Regions from separate parts of the Anas platyrhynchos genome. Here region 2 is linked to region 1. A link is a contact called in public Hi-C data. All regions are on one chromosome and are shown on one strand. Each heading gives the region's core, a stretch centred on a gene start, on an enhancer-like site or on the middle of the called end of the contact. The rest is flanking DNA. Distances are from core to core; before and after follow the strand shown.

Region 1 (6,348 bases), core at 925-3,424:
CTGAATGATGTGGTACATAAATCTAGAGAATTCTGGGTTTAAACTGGAATGCAAATATAATGCATTGTCTTCATTTTCAGTGGATCTTCCATCTTTCCACTATTTCAACCTATTTTCTGTAAATTCCTTAGCCCTCTGATTATGTCATGATTTACTGGTGGCTAATCCTGAAACAGGAGGGGTTTTCACTTTCTCTGAATCAAGAGGTCAAATGGAGGCAGTCTCTTTTACACTAAAATGTGCAAAACTGTTCTGTTTTTCATTTTATGAAAAGCATATGAAAACTATGCAAAGTACTATACAACTTAATAAGCACTTCAGGTGGGTTCTGTTTTGTAGAAGAGAGTTCAAAGGAGTAGCACTAGTATAAACTGCTCTCACATTCTTTTTTCTTTGTAATACTTCACTGAGTTGATGTTTGGGATGTGGTATGCTCATTTCTTGGCAGGATTACTCTTCAAAATTTTACTTGTTTTTGTCTGTTTTCAGGAATACACTTTTATTGCCTAATACTGAAGTTGTTAGTTGGAGGAGCTTGTCTTCTGTCTCTTGTCACATGTAATTTTAGTTTAGCATTCCAACTTTTGTAGGCCTCCTTGATCACTTCATAAACCTTAACTGCTTCTCAAGTAAAATGCTGCCTTGGATGAATAAGCAGGAACAAGAGTCTAACCAGCTTAATTCCCTGTTCTTCTCTCCTGTCTGCCTCCCTCTCCTAGCCCAACAGCATAGTCAGATGTGTGAGAAATTCCACTGTGAAAGGGTTAATTTGAGTCCCTGCAGTCCCTGCAAATTAACACAGTTCTCCTAATGTAAGAATCAAAAATGCACTCTATGTATTCTGGTAAGCAAGTCTACTAGAACTCTTCATTACATCTCAAATGAAGAATGACAACAATTCAACTGATTGCAGCAGCCCTTCTTTAGGTTCCTGTTTTTAAAGATGGCATAGATGTCTGCCAGGACAGGTAATTGCCAACAAAAAAGAAGTGGGCTGCTTTATTTCCTGCTATTTTCTTTTAGCCCTTGTGATTCAGAAGACTCGTGTATTTTAATATACCAGTGTGCAGAAATTGAAGCTAGTCACTAGAAACAAGCTTGAAATGCTATCTCTTAGTGAAAGACTTACCATTTTTCAGTGATTCCCATTTTAAGAAATTGTTTCAAAAAACAAGGCACCAGGGTTAAAACAAGCTCTTTTTATCTCTTTTTAAATATGCTACAAGTCTTTAAATATACTCAACAAGCATGACGTTTTCGAAGTATCTTATTTTCTTTACACAGAATATCAAAAGCACTGCAGGAAATGCAACTATGGAATATAATTGATATGGAAGATAAAGATAAAGGCCACTGAGTTTTTATACAAAAAGAAGGGAGGGGGGGGGAGAAGCCTTTGCAGTTACTTATAGCTGAAAATTAAGTATTTTTCTGCTAAAATTTTGACATTTTTCCTGGAATTGCTGACACTAACATTTCATTTTTAGTTTATATTCGGCAGACTACTGTCATATTCACCACAGCTAACTTGAGCTCAGAAGAGAATCTGACCTTAGTTATCTGTAGAGGGGACTCCCTGGGCTTGCCCTGTAGTCAGCAGAGATGTTGGGAAGGATCATCTCCAGACCACAGCAGAGAGAGAACAGGGCAGTGTCCCACCCTGAATTGTACCCACTAGGACCTCGCTGCACTGGTGACACCAGGAATCCTGCAAAACAGGGCTCCTTCAAGTGGAGATGGTCTTTATGAACCTATTACACATATTTCTTTCCTTACCCATCTTTTTCTTTCTTTGGCTAACAGCTTGATGCATCAGTTGTTGGAAGTTCTACATCCCACTGCTTCTTGTGAAAAGTTCTTGAAAGTGGAGCGTGGTGATTAGGCCATTCCTTTTTCTACCCCCAAAATACATTTATCCCAGCGTGGATGGGGTGAAATACACGTACACACTTCCTTGTTGAGAATAAACATTCTGCATCACCTTTGGTCTGTCTAGTGTTACAGTTTTGTCAGGGTGGCGGGGAGGAAGATGCTTCAGCTAAAATTCAAAGCTGTTAAAGACACTGATTCTGATTCTCTGCTCCATTACACATTTTTCACACTGATGTAACTCCACAGGGCTTCTTTGTCTCTTCCTTGTCAGCTGATAACAAGTAAGAAGAATGTAAATGGCCTGTGGCATCAGGCCCATGTAGCAGGCGATAACACAGTATTGTTTGGTAGCTTTATGGCTACTTGTGGAGAATCATCTGGCTGAGGAGGTTAACTATTATCAACTTCACTATTAACTGTTAGAGTTTTAAGACAGCAATTACCACCAAAAGCCAATAGCTGCTGTGTCAACAGTTATTAGTAGAATTGGAGGTAAACTTACTGTTAGCAATATTTATGACAGGAAATACTGCTTGTCTTTATTTGTCAGTAAACATTGGCTTTTAAATAACATGAAAGATTTTATATAGATTTCTATGTATTCAAGTTTCTAGGAATACTTTAATGTTTATTTTCTCCTGTGTTAACGCGCAAGTTAAAGTTGAATCTGATGAATTAGGTGTTCCAGTATTAGATTTATTATTTGAGTGTGTAAAAATTCTTGAAAATCTGTATCTTATCAAACTGAGCTTTCAGTTCTCCATTTTACAAATTGTGGAAGGAAATTTCCATTGTTAGAAAAGTCTCAAGTCTTCCCCTCACAGTTACAGAGAAGAGCTCTTAGAACGAAGAGGTGGGATGCTCAGCAGGAGTAGGAGGTGTAATCAGACTGACTCGCCATGAGGACTTGTAGGGGTTGATTTGTAGCCAGTATCTGCAAAATCAACTGCAGGGTTCAGTTTGCAAACACTATTGCAAACCAAACCCTGCAGGGTTTGCACGGCTCCGGTTACTATTATTGCTCCAAGTAAGGCTTATTATCCTGTCACAGTAGCTGTAAGAAAGTCCGTCTCTCTACTTTAAACATGATAAGCCTTTGTCACCTACATTGCAATTAATGTTAAAAATAGCAGAGCGCCTATGATAAGATTGTGACTTGCAGGCAGCGAGCCATTGTCCAAGTGCCGGAGACTTATCTGGAGGGGCAGTGAGCCTGCACAGCACTGTCAGTTCGCTGATTGCCATTTCTCTCAGAGTTTGATGAAATATTCATGTCTTTGCTCTGCTCTCTGCAAGCACTATTGATTTCTTGTATAAACGCAGCTATATTTAGTCTAGACAAATGGAATGTGGATTGCTGCTGAATAAATGGGATGAAAGGCTGGGGCTTTGCCTGTCCGTTTCTCTTGGTCTGGGGCAATTATTTATAATCAAGAGTAGTTTTTGTAAGTTAAAGGTGATTTTTTATAATTTAGCGATTAGTCTCAGAACAAAAGTAAGCACTTAGACACAATCATTCTATTGGGATAACAGGTTAAGAAGACAAATTATGCTCTGAGGTTTACAATCACAGTTGCTAGGATTAAAAAAAAAAAAAAAAAAAAAGAAAGAAAGAAAAAGAAAAAGAAAAAGAAAAAGAAAAAGAAAAAGAAAAAGAAAAAGAAAAAGAAAAAGAAAAAGAAAAAGAAAAAGAAAAAGAAAAAGAAAAAAAAATCCCCTAGCAAATGTTTCCAGAATATTGACCATGAGGGAATATGGTCAGTAAAAGAAATTCATTGCCTCACATTTTTTTGTAAAAATATGTTGTATATTTGTATATTTTATGCCAGTAGGTGTTATTGTGCAGTAGAGTTCAGTTCTGTCTGTTTGCTACAGTTTCGACTTCTGCAGCTTTACTGCTCCTGTTTGCTAGATTTTTTCACTGCTTCCCTTTAGTTTTCTCGTGGAATACAAATACAGGTATAACAGAATAAAATGAGAAAAATGTGTAGTCTGGTCATTTCCTGACATCATGTTTGTTTCTAGTTAACAATCTTCTTTTTCTGGTTGAGTAGCAGGAATTGCAGTTAATGTGTTTGTATTCCACTGTCCTCTAGTGGATGGAATCAGAACTGCTAAGCACTGTCGCAGACCTGTGCTATTTTCCTCTTGTAAAAATGATACTTGCTAGTTTTTTTGTTCTTTTTTAACAGGTACAGTTATGCTCTGTCTCATTTCTTAATATGAAAACATGAGTTTTAAAAGTATTATAGTGAAAATCATCAAATCTCTCTCTCTTCTGCTGTTTTTCCGTTCTTTCTGTTTAAGTCAGGAGATGGAAGCCCACAGGCTTCTTCATTCTTCACTTTAATGATGGATTAATAATATATACCATTATGGCAGAAAATTGAAATAATCTAACATGTTTTAATTTTCTTGCAAGACATGCATAGAGTACGGTGTCTAATCTACTCCAAGCACAGTGGTGATTTTCCAAAAAGCTGTATTAATCCTTCTCATGTTGTGTGTCCAATATTCTCCTGTAATTTCATGTGTGTTACTCCTGTGGGTTTGCTACAAGGCCAGGTATATTATATGCAATAGCTATCTGTCTGTAACACCATCTTTGGATAATCTACACGCTAGCTTTCTATTTTAGAAAATGTCTTTCAACCCAGAAAGAACTACAAGCCTTCACATCAAGCTGAAGAAGTGCCCAGAGCACTTTGTTGTTAAGCATTCATAGAGTCTGGGAGGTTCTCACTAAATAATGCTCCTGAAGGCTGAGACATGGTTTTAGAAGTGAATTGGTTGTTAATCTATTTAGCAGAATATTAATCCAGGATTATTCTTTCCAGACATTTTCTGGAAAATGATAAAATGGTTTGGAAAATCTCTGGTTGCTAGTAGAAATATTAGAAGTTTGCATACTGTATAGTTTTCATAAATGTTGGCTATGTACATTGAAGGAGTCTTTGAGTGAAATTGTTCTTTTACCCAGTAAGAATAATCTCTATTCTGCTTCTCCAGTTATATTTAACATGTATATATTTTGTTGTTTTCCTTTCTCAGTGGATGTGAAGTCGGAGGTTCCTGTGGGATTAGAGCCTATCTCACCATTAGACTTGCGAACCGATCTCAGGATGATGGTTCCCATGGTGGACCCAATTATGCGTGAAAAGCAGCTACAGCAGGAACTACTTCTGATCCAGCAGCAGCAGCAAATTCAGAAACAACTGCTGATTGCAGAGTTTCAGAAGCAGCATGAAAACCTGACCCGCCAGCATCAGGCCCAGCTGCAGGAGCACATAAAGGTAGCAACATTTTCAATTTTTCCCTCAGTATATTAGCAAACTGAATATGCTGAGACAGACTCAGCTAAAGGGAGTGTTCCTGTATCTATGAGATGGAGTGTGAGTGCTTTTTCCTCTCTGTTTGGGTAACAGAAGCATGTTCAAGCAAAATAACTGCCAGCAAGTTGTTCCCAGCAGATCAAAGTTGTATTATAACACTCCCCAAACTCTTGAAGCCTGTAAATCCACAAAAAATCAAACTACCAATTTCACAATGTTAAATTTTCAGCCTGACTTCAATATGGCTGTCTTTTCAGTGTGAACAATTTTGAGTATATTAAAAGACTGCTTTTTTGGCTGCTGTCTGAATTTATACCCACAAATCAAATCAATAGACAAGTACATAACATTTGCATTTGTAAAACAGAGGTAGGCCAAGCAAACTTTGTGTTTTCACCCTTCTCTTAGCTGCCTCACATAACATTAAAAAAAAAAAAAAAAAAAGATTTGTGCAATGGTAGGACTGCTATAATGGATTTTGGCTGTGAATTCATGATCTTGCCTTTCTTTTTATTTATACTTTTTTTTTCTTCTGATCTACTTGCTGTTATATTACCGTGCTAAATTTCCACTGGACAAAGCTGACAAATGCAGCTGAGCACAGCAGCCAGGATTTGGTGACACACTGGCAAAGTGCGTTATGCAGTTTCCATGCATTTTTGCCAAAAGAGGAAGATGAGTAACTACAGCAGCCAGCTGCTACCTGATAGTAGAGTTCATTTTAGTGACAGCTGGTAATGCACTATGCTGCTAAAAAGACTGGAAAGGCAGTTAGGAGGTAAAAAGAAGTGTAAGCACACAGAAAAGCACTAATACTCAGTTATTTAAGGGGGTTATTTTGGCCAGGATTGACCTAGAAAACACTGCAAACTGCATTTTCTCATGTCTTTTTGTTCTGTGCAAGCTACAACAGGAACTCCTAGCCATTAAACAACAGCAAGAACTTCTTGAAAAAGAGCAGAAACTGGAGCAGCAGAGACAAGAGCAGGAGCTGGAGAGGCATCGCAGGGAACAGCAGCTTCCTCCTCTCAGAGGCAAAGAAAGAGGTCGAGAAAGTAAGCACCAATGTACCGTGAACCCTAATATGAAATTAATATATTCCCTTATATCTTCTTGCAGCTGCAGTGGACAATGAACAGGGATC
Region 2 (6,303 bases), core at 2,483-4,982, 120 kb before region 1:
TTTAATTGGGAACCAAGCCTGGATTTAAATGAAATATTATGGTTATGTATACTACAGAAGCTGCGGCAGGGAGAAGTTGATTCACCTCTGTCCTCATATTATGAAAGAAGATCGAAGTCTCATATAACTCCTGAACTAGATGTATGGTTTGGATCACTTTTTTTTGATATACCATGAATGGCTTACGAGGAGTTTTTTTATTGTCTTTCTCACTGTGTAGTCTACATATATGGTCCACTATATATTTTTAAATTTCCTTATTTCACACTTCTTAAAAACACTGCCACTTCTTAAGGATTAAATATGTATATCTTTATGGGTACAAGTGCTTTGAATTTCATTTTTGCTGCCCTGCCAGCAGCGGCTCAGTGAATGCTCTCTGTTGCCATAAAGATAAACTGCATGGGTTTCCCAGCAATGGAGGTCAAAGGACACGTGCACAGCTATTTATTTGCTTTTAAAACAGAAGGAATATGATTTATGCAGGATATTAGCTAATGTCATAGTGTTGAGCTTTGCAGGTGCGGCCCTGGGAGCCTGACCCCCCACTAATCCCCCAAAGTGAAGCGGGCATGCATGCAATGGCTTTGTTGTTGCCGTGCTGCTGCTGCTTGGCTCTGAGAGCCTGCCCTGCCTTCCCTGCATGGCCTTCAGCACTTCTCCTTGGGTTTGAGTTCAGTAAGCTACAGATGTTTGGCAGTACGGTGGGATGGAATCGTGTTGCTGTTATTATTTTATTCTCACTGCACTTGTTAGCTTGCTTGGTTTTGTTCAGTTCACTTTTATACTCGTGCTGGAAGTACTTCCTAACCTTTTACCCTGCAGCTGGTGCTGTGCCCAAAATTAATGTGATCAATTTCACGGATTCGCACAAATGATCCAGGCTGGATCCACACACTCACACTTCAGAGAAATGAGCCTGTGCTGACATTTCTGAGACCTGCCTGCAGTCATTTAAGAGGGCTTGATAACATCTCTTCAGAGCATCTTTGGTGAGGCATTGTTGCCTTGTCCTACCTGTGCTGTGTAAGAGGCAGAATGTGGATGGCCTGTGTGCTCTGTGGCCTGTGAGAGGCAGTGGAAAGAGGCACCCTGAATTTCAGGCCTTGTTACCTTGTTTTGCCTAACTGTAGAGAGAAGAAATATTTTATAACACATTACATTTAGTTACTGGTTTCCATAATTTAGGGCCATGAACTTCCTCCTGGTGTACTATCAGTGTACTGTCATCTGTATTAGATAATGTAACTAGACAGCAATCTTTAGAATAGGATCTACAGCCAAGTCCTTCATTCATTTCCTCGGTATGGTTTGATAGGATTCAAACACAAATAAAGGTAGTAATTTTAAATCAAGACCTAATGGTGTTTTAGCGCTATTTGGAGCAATTGTACAGGAAAAAACAAAACAAAACACTAGAAGTGCATTATATGATGGGTGATACTGCTTGAAGAAAAATTAATTAGTAGTGGTTCACATCAATGTTCAGCTATGAGATTATTAATTCTAAAGACAAAGTCATAATTGCTTTGGTTCAGTATGTTTTCTCACAAATAATTAGGAGGTGGTTGTGATTTAAGATCAAATGCATAAGAGCAATTTTTTGCTCTCAGGGTAAAGAAAAGGACGGCTTATTATACCTAGTACCTTTTTCACATAGGAAAAGAAAAACAAACAAACAAAAAGTATCTTCCCCAGTTGTAAAAATGTGTTAATGGATATAGGATATGCTTTAAAAAAAAAAAAGTATTTGTGAAGGAGCAAGTAGAAACCCCTAGGGGGAGCTCGAAGTCTTTCTTTACAGCTGCAATTATAAACTTTTACATCGAGTTTGAACTATTTCTTAGAGTAAATTTAACTTTTTACTTCTGATACGGTTTTTTTTCCTATTTTATTACCTCGAGGTTTAAACACACTACAGACAACAGTCTCTTTTCCACCGATAATTACAATTTCTGAAGGTAATTTTTATATTTGGTGCTTATCTAGCCATAAGGAAAAATCATACTTTTCACCTTTTTTTTTTTTTTTTTTTTTTTTTTTTTGTTCAACAAGTACAAGCAGAGAATGGAAAGAAGTTTCATCCTTCTGCTTCTCTCCTCTGTTCCTCTTCACTTCTTAGAACCGTAATCCCTGTAACCTGTCCATGCACCCTTCGCTTCCTAAGCACCAGACTCCCATCCCATAAGCAAATTTGGTGAGAACTTCACTATATAATAGATATCCTTCTGGGAATGTCAGGCTTCACAGTCAGCAAAATGTCTCCCCATACCTTAGCAAATCAGCAAAATATTTTAAGAAATGCTTTATTTCTATGAACCAAATACCCTGATGGTTATTGGATTTGTCACAGCATATAGGGTTTCTCCTGTAGCCACAGTGACCTTCATTTGCTATAGTATTGCAGACCAACTCTTTATGTAATCAAATCAGGAAAAGAATGCCTAATTAACTGTAAACGACCCCATTTTAAAAAACAACTACTAACTACTTACTACTTTTGTGCACCATCATTATTGCTTTTTCGTTTCCTTTCTTATATTTTTTTAATCTGCATTTAATGCACTATTTTAGCACTTTGCCCTGTAGTTTGAAAGCACAGCAGCACACAGAACCACTTTTAATTGAAAGGCTAGCAAATCGCTTTCAGCGGGACACCAGGTTTATGAGCAGACTTAGATCTCATAGCGCCTGAGTTCCACAGAACTGAGCAGGTTATGAAAGGCTTTTCTCCTGAGCAAAATATATGTGCTATTTAGTCGTAAATCACAATGGTCTCTCATTAGAGCACAAAGAATTAAAGAACGCTAAGCAAATGAATTTTTTCCCTTCTGCCATGAGCTTCTGAGTCTGGCTGTAAGTGCTGGACTCTGTTGTTGAGTGATCCAAAAGCTGCTGTCGCAACCTTTTATTCCCTGAGTGCAAATTAATCCTTTGCAAGGTAATTGAAGGAAATTGATGACATTATTTGCTGCATCTTGGGTATCAAGAGCATGCACACAGGAGGCAGTGGAGTACCACTCACCACTCTAAACTACCTTTGTGTGGAGATTCGGAAAAGATTTAAGGAGTTGTTTAGTTTGTGAGCTCCCTTGTAGTTTCTTAGTATTCTTCTGATTAACTTAGTATGTCTTTCCTAATGTTACACAGTGTGCTTCTGTCCTGCACAAAGTAAAATATTCATGATGTGAGCAGAAGAAAAAGTTCCTCTAGCAGTTTGCTTCTAGTGCTGTGATGTGGTTAACATTTAGAAGTGAGACAGAGCAATGTGAATTAGTGTGTATTTTGTTGGAATCGTATCACAAACTTTATCATGGCTTTCTGTATGAAGGAACAATTTGGTGTAATCTTTGTAACTAAAGTTCTTACTCTGCATAAATTTCTGCAATGTTTGATACTGGCTCTGAATAAATAGTGCTTTCTTTTGGTGGCTGGGTTTCTGCTCTTCAGCAAACAAACTTTGAAGGTTTGATGTGATTGTTAGAGGGGAAATAGAATTTGGAGGACAGAAATATGTTAGCCTTGCATTCCAAGTATATAAACTGTACTTTTAGCTTGACAGTACCATATAACAGTACATTTTGTGAAGCTGGATTAAAAACTGCTAGATAATAAGAATAAAGCCAAGGCAAAACAAAAAGCCCAAACGAGAACAAAATGCTGTGATTCATAAAGTCTGCTACTTAGAGCAGCATTTCTTAGTTCCATGTGCTAAACACCTAATCTTGGCCTTGAATTGACCTTGAAGTTTATGAGCTAAAGGTAACAATTATGCAACAGCGAAAATATGCAGACGGGACTTTACTGCCTAAAAAGAACTGCTGTCCTGTATTTAGTTTGAATTAACACATGTCACTGTTTATGAAACTTTCCTTCATGCTAGTGGCAAGCCAGGGGAAAGGAGCACTGGGAGCAGGCAGGAGCCTAAGAGCAGAGCTGGGGCTGGTGTCGGAGGCAGCCGGTGCGTCGTGTTGGGTCGGCTCCTGGTGGCGCTTCTGAATGAGACGAGTTCGCCCAGCAAACGTCTCCAGCACAAGATTTAATGCTAAGAAAGCTCAGTTGCAATATAAATTTAAAAGGAGAGTGAAATGAACCTTTTTCATTTAAACAGTTGCTCAAAATGCAGTGGCCTTGGCATAGACTAGGCTTGGTTTTATTAATTTTGATTGTGTGTGGCCTGCGTGGTGGTATCATGCTTTAACCCTCTGGTCACGATACATCCATGGTGTAGTAAGGTGACTGTATAGCTTCTGCTGTATGTTACAGCTCGTTTTTGAAGCAAGACATAAATTTAGTTTTAGAAATAGAGTGCCTAGCCTGTCATTTGAACAGTGATCATAGGTATCCCTGATAAATTAAATTGCTATTTCCAGTTCTCCTCCTTCTGTATGCAAAAAACTTATCTGTTTGGTTAGAAAGAAGAACCAAATCTTTTGAATTGTTTTTTTATTCCAACAAATGATGTAATAGGCAGTAAGTCACAGTGCATAATGACATTTTGAAAACAGAAGCACCCAGGCATACATACGTATTTATACAAAAATAACTGATTTTTTATTATTCATGGGTTTTAGTGGCATGAAATCTCAAGGCAGTGCATGCAGTCCATGGCACATGTACAGGTCACTAATATCAGGTGCACCATGATAGTTACATCTACTTACAGATATAAACATGTAGGTGTGTTTAGGAAAGATGCTAACATTTGCAGAGTACTTTTATAAACAGGACCGGAACGTTAAGGTCTGTTCCTCTCAGGCAACATAAGTGTATTATCTGTTGTGCTGTGCTGTCTCTGCAGTGGTGACTGGGAACACCTCTGAGAGTCTAGGGAATTGCTTTCAGCAGCAGGTGCTAAGTCAGTGTGTCTGTCCCAAAGCGATGTTTTAGCTGCAGAAGAAACAGGCCAAATGCAAATACCCCGAATTTGAAACATTTAAGTCTTTAGATGCATGGACATATTTCCTTTATAATATAACTGCAGCTTTATCATCATTATAATATTAGCTAATGATTAAATGTTCTTTGAAGGCTTTTTCACAACACAGAGATAATGAATATGAATTTCATGTGAAAATGTGGTGCTAAATAGCATATTTTCCCCTGAGAACTGTTCATTATACATGCTATGAACTCTCTTCAGCATAATATACATCTTTGGTGACAGACTTTCCTAACAGCATCAGAAAACATTTTCTTTCGTATTTATGCTTTAATGGAGAGGTTTCTAAGGGCTGCAAAATCCTGTAGGAAATAATGAAACCCTGTCATTTTTCATTTTCTCTAAAATGAGATGAGAATGCTATTCTTCTTTTGGAAATTATAATAAAATGAGTCTTTTTGCACAGCTGGCTTTCCTGGGAACTACAGGGATATTTTAGGCAGAATAAAATTGATCTCTTTAGAATTGCTGGTGTGAAATATGATTTGTCCTCCTTGCTACCTTAAAAATTTGTTACACTGCTGTTCTAGGCTTCATGGACCTTAAGGTAAATTATGACATCTCAGATATGATTGTTTTTCACAATTTCTATAAAAATAGCTAGTTATCTATGCGTGAAAGAATTTACAATGGGAAGAAAGAAAAGCTTTTTCCCTCAGGCTCATATTCCAGTGTAGCCTAATGAGCTTAGAGACCGTCCCTGACCTTTGCAGGTTAAAGAGAATCCTCACAGGGAAACAGGCGTGCTTTAAATCAAGCCCTGTGCATGAATTTTGCTGTAGTGGAGTACCTAGAAAATAATTTTCTTATTACTCAGTATGTATTTAAATGCTGTGGTGATTCCCAGCATGGTTGTCATGACTTTCTGCCTGCTCTCTCCTTTGAAAGATCTAACAGGAGACGTTCCTCCAGGGCTTCAGAAGCTGCTCTCAGTGGGTCCAGGAAAGAAACTTTTTGCTGTGAAATTAATTTCACCAGCTTAAAACAAAGCTTCAGTTAGAAAGGTTTATGTGTTCCAGAAGAGAACTGACACCTCCTGGAGAATTCAGTAGCAAATCTTTCTGTGAGGCAGCCACAGCCCTGCTCACACCTGGCTGTCCAGCCGTGCAGCTGTGTGGCAGCTTGAGGCTGTCTCAAATGCACCCTTTTCATCCCTGGACAGAGTGGGAGCTTTTCTGAAGTCCACTATTGCACTGTGGCAAAACCATCGTTTTCCTCAGGAAAAGGTCTGCAAGTGTCTTTTCCTTTGGAAAGGAACTGTCTTTCAGGGAGGATCCAAGAGCCCTTTCCTCAGCAGCATCTGGTAGGATTTGGTAAGGATCAGAAGCTGTTCTGCCAAGCCTCAGACCTGTACTATGTCA

Evidence for each region. A called contact is a pair of places that touch in the nucleus more often than the background predicts.
Region 2: a contact with region 1 is called in a Hi-C map of subcutaneous adipose tissue, with 4 times the contacts expected there. The contact joins two enhancer-like sites. A contact is called at or near these places in 4 of 8 Hi-C or Micro-C datasets (F5 follicle, liver, skeletal muscle and 1 more).

What each region holds. Positions count from the first base shown.
Region 1 is chr2:127,936,322-127,942,669 of IASCAAS_PekinDuck_T2T, reverse strand. HDAC9 (histone deacetylase 9) reads left to right here. Exons shown (of 26, transcript XM_038173865.2): 3 at 4,924-5,165; 4 at 6,109-6,259. Among named protein-coding and RNA genes, the nearest start is that of HDAC9, 240 kb to the left of the region's middle. Within about 2 kb of position 2,174, at least 1 of the 8 cell types and tissues checked has an H3K27ac peak or open chromatin away from gene starts, as enhancers often do.
Region 2 is chr2:128,059,495-128,065,797 of IASCAAS_PekinDuck_T2T, reverse strand. All of the region lies in intron 2 of HDAC9 (histone deacetylase 9), which reads left to right. Among named protein-coding and RNA genes, the nearest start is that of HDAC9, 120 kb to the left of the region's middle. Within about 2 kb of position 3,732, at least 3 of the 8 cell types and tissues checked have an H3K27ac peak or open chromatin away from gene starts, as enhancers often do.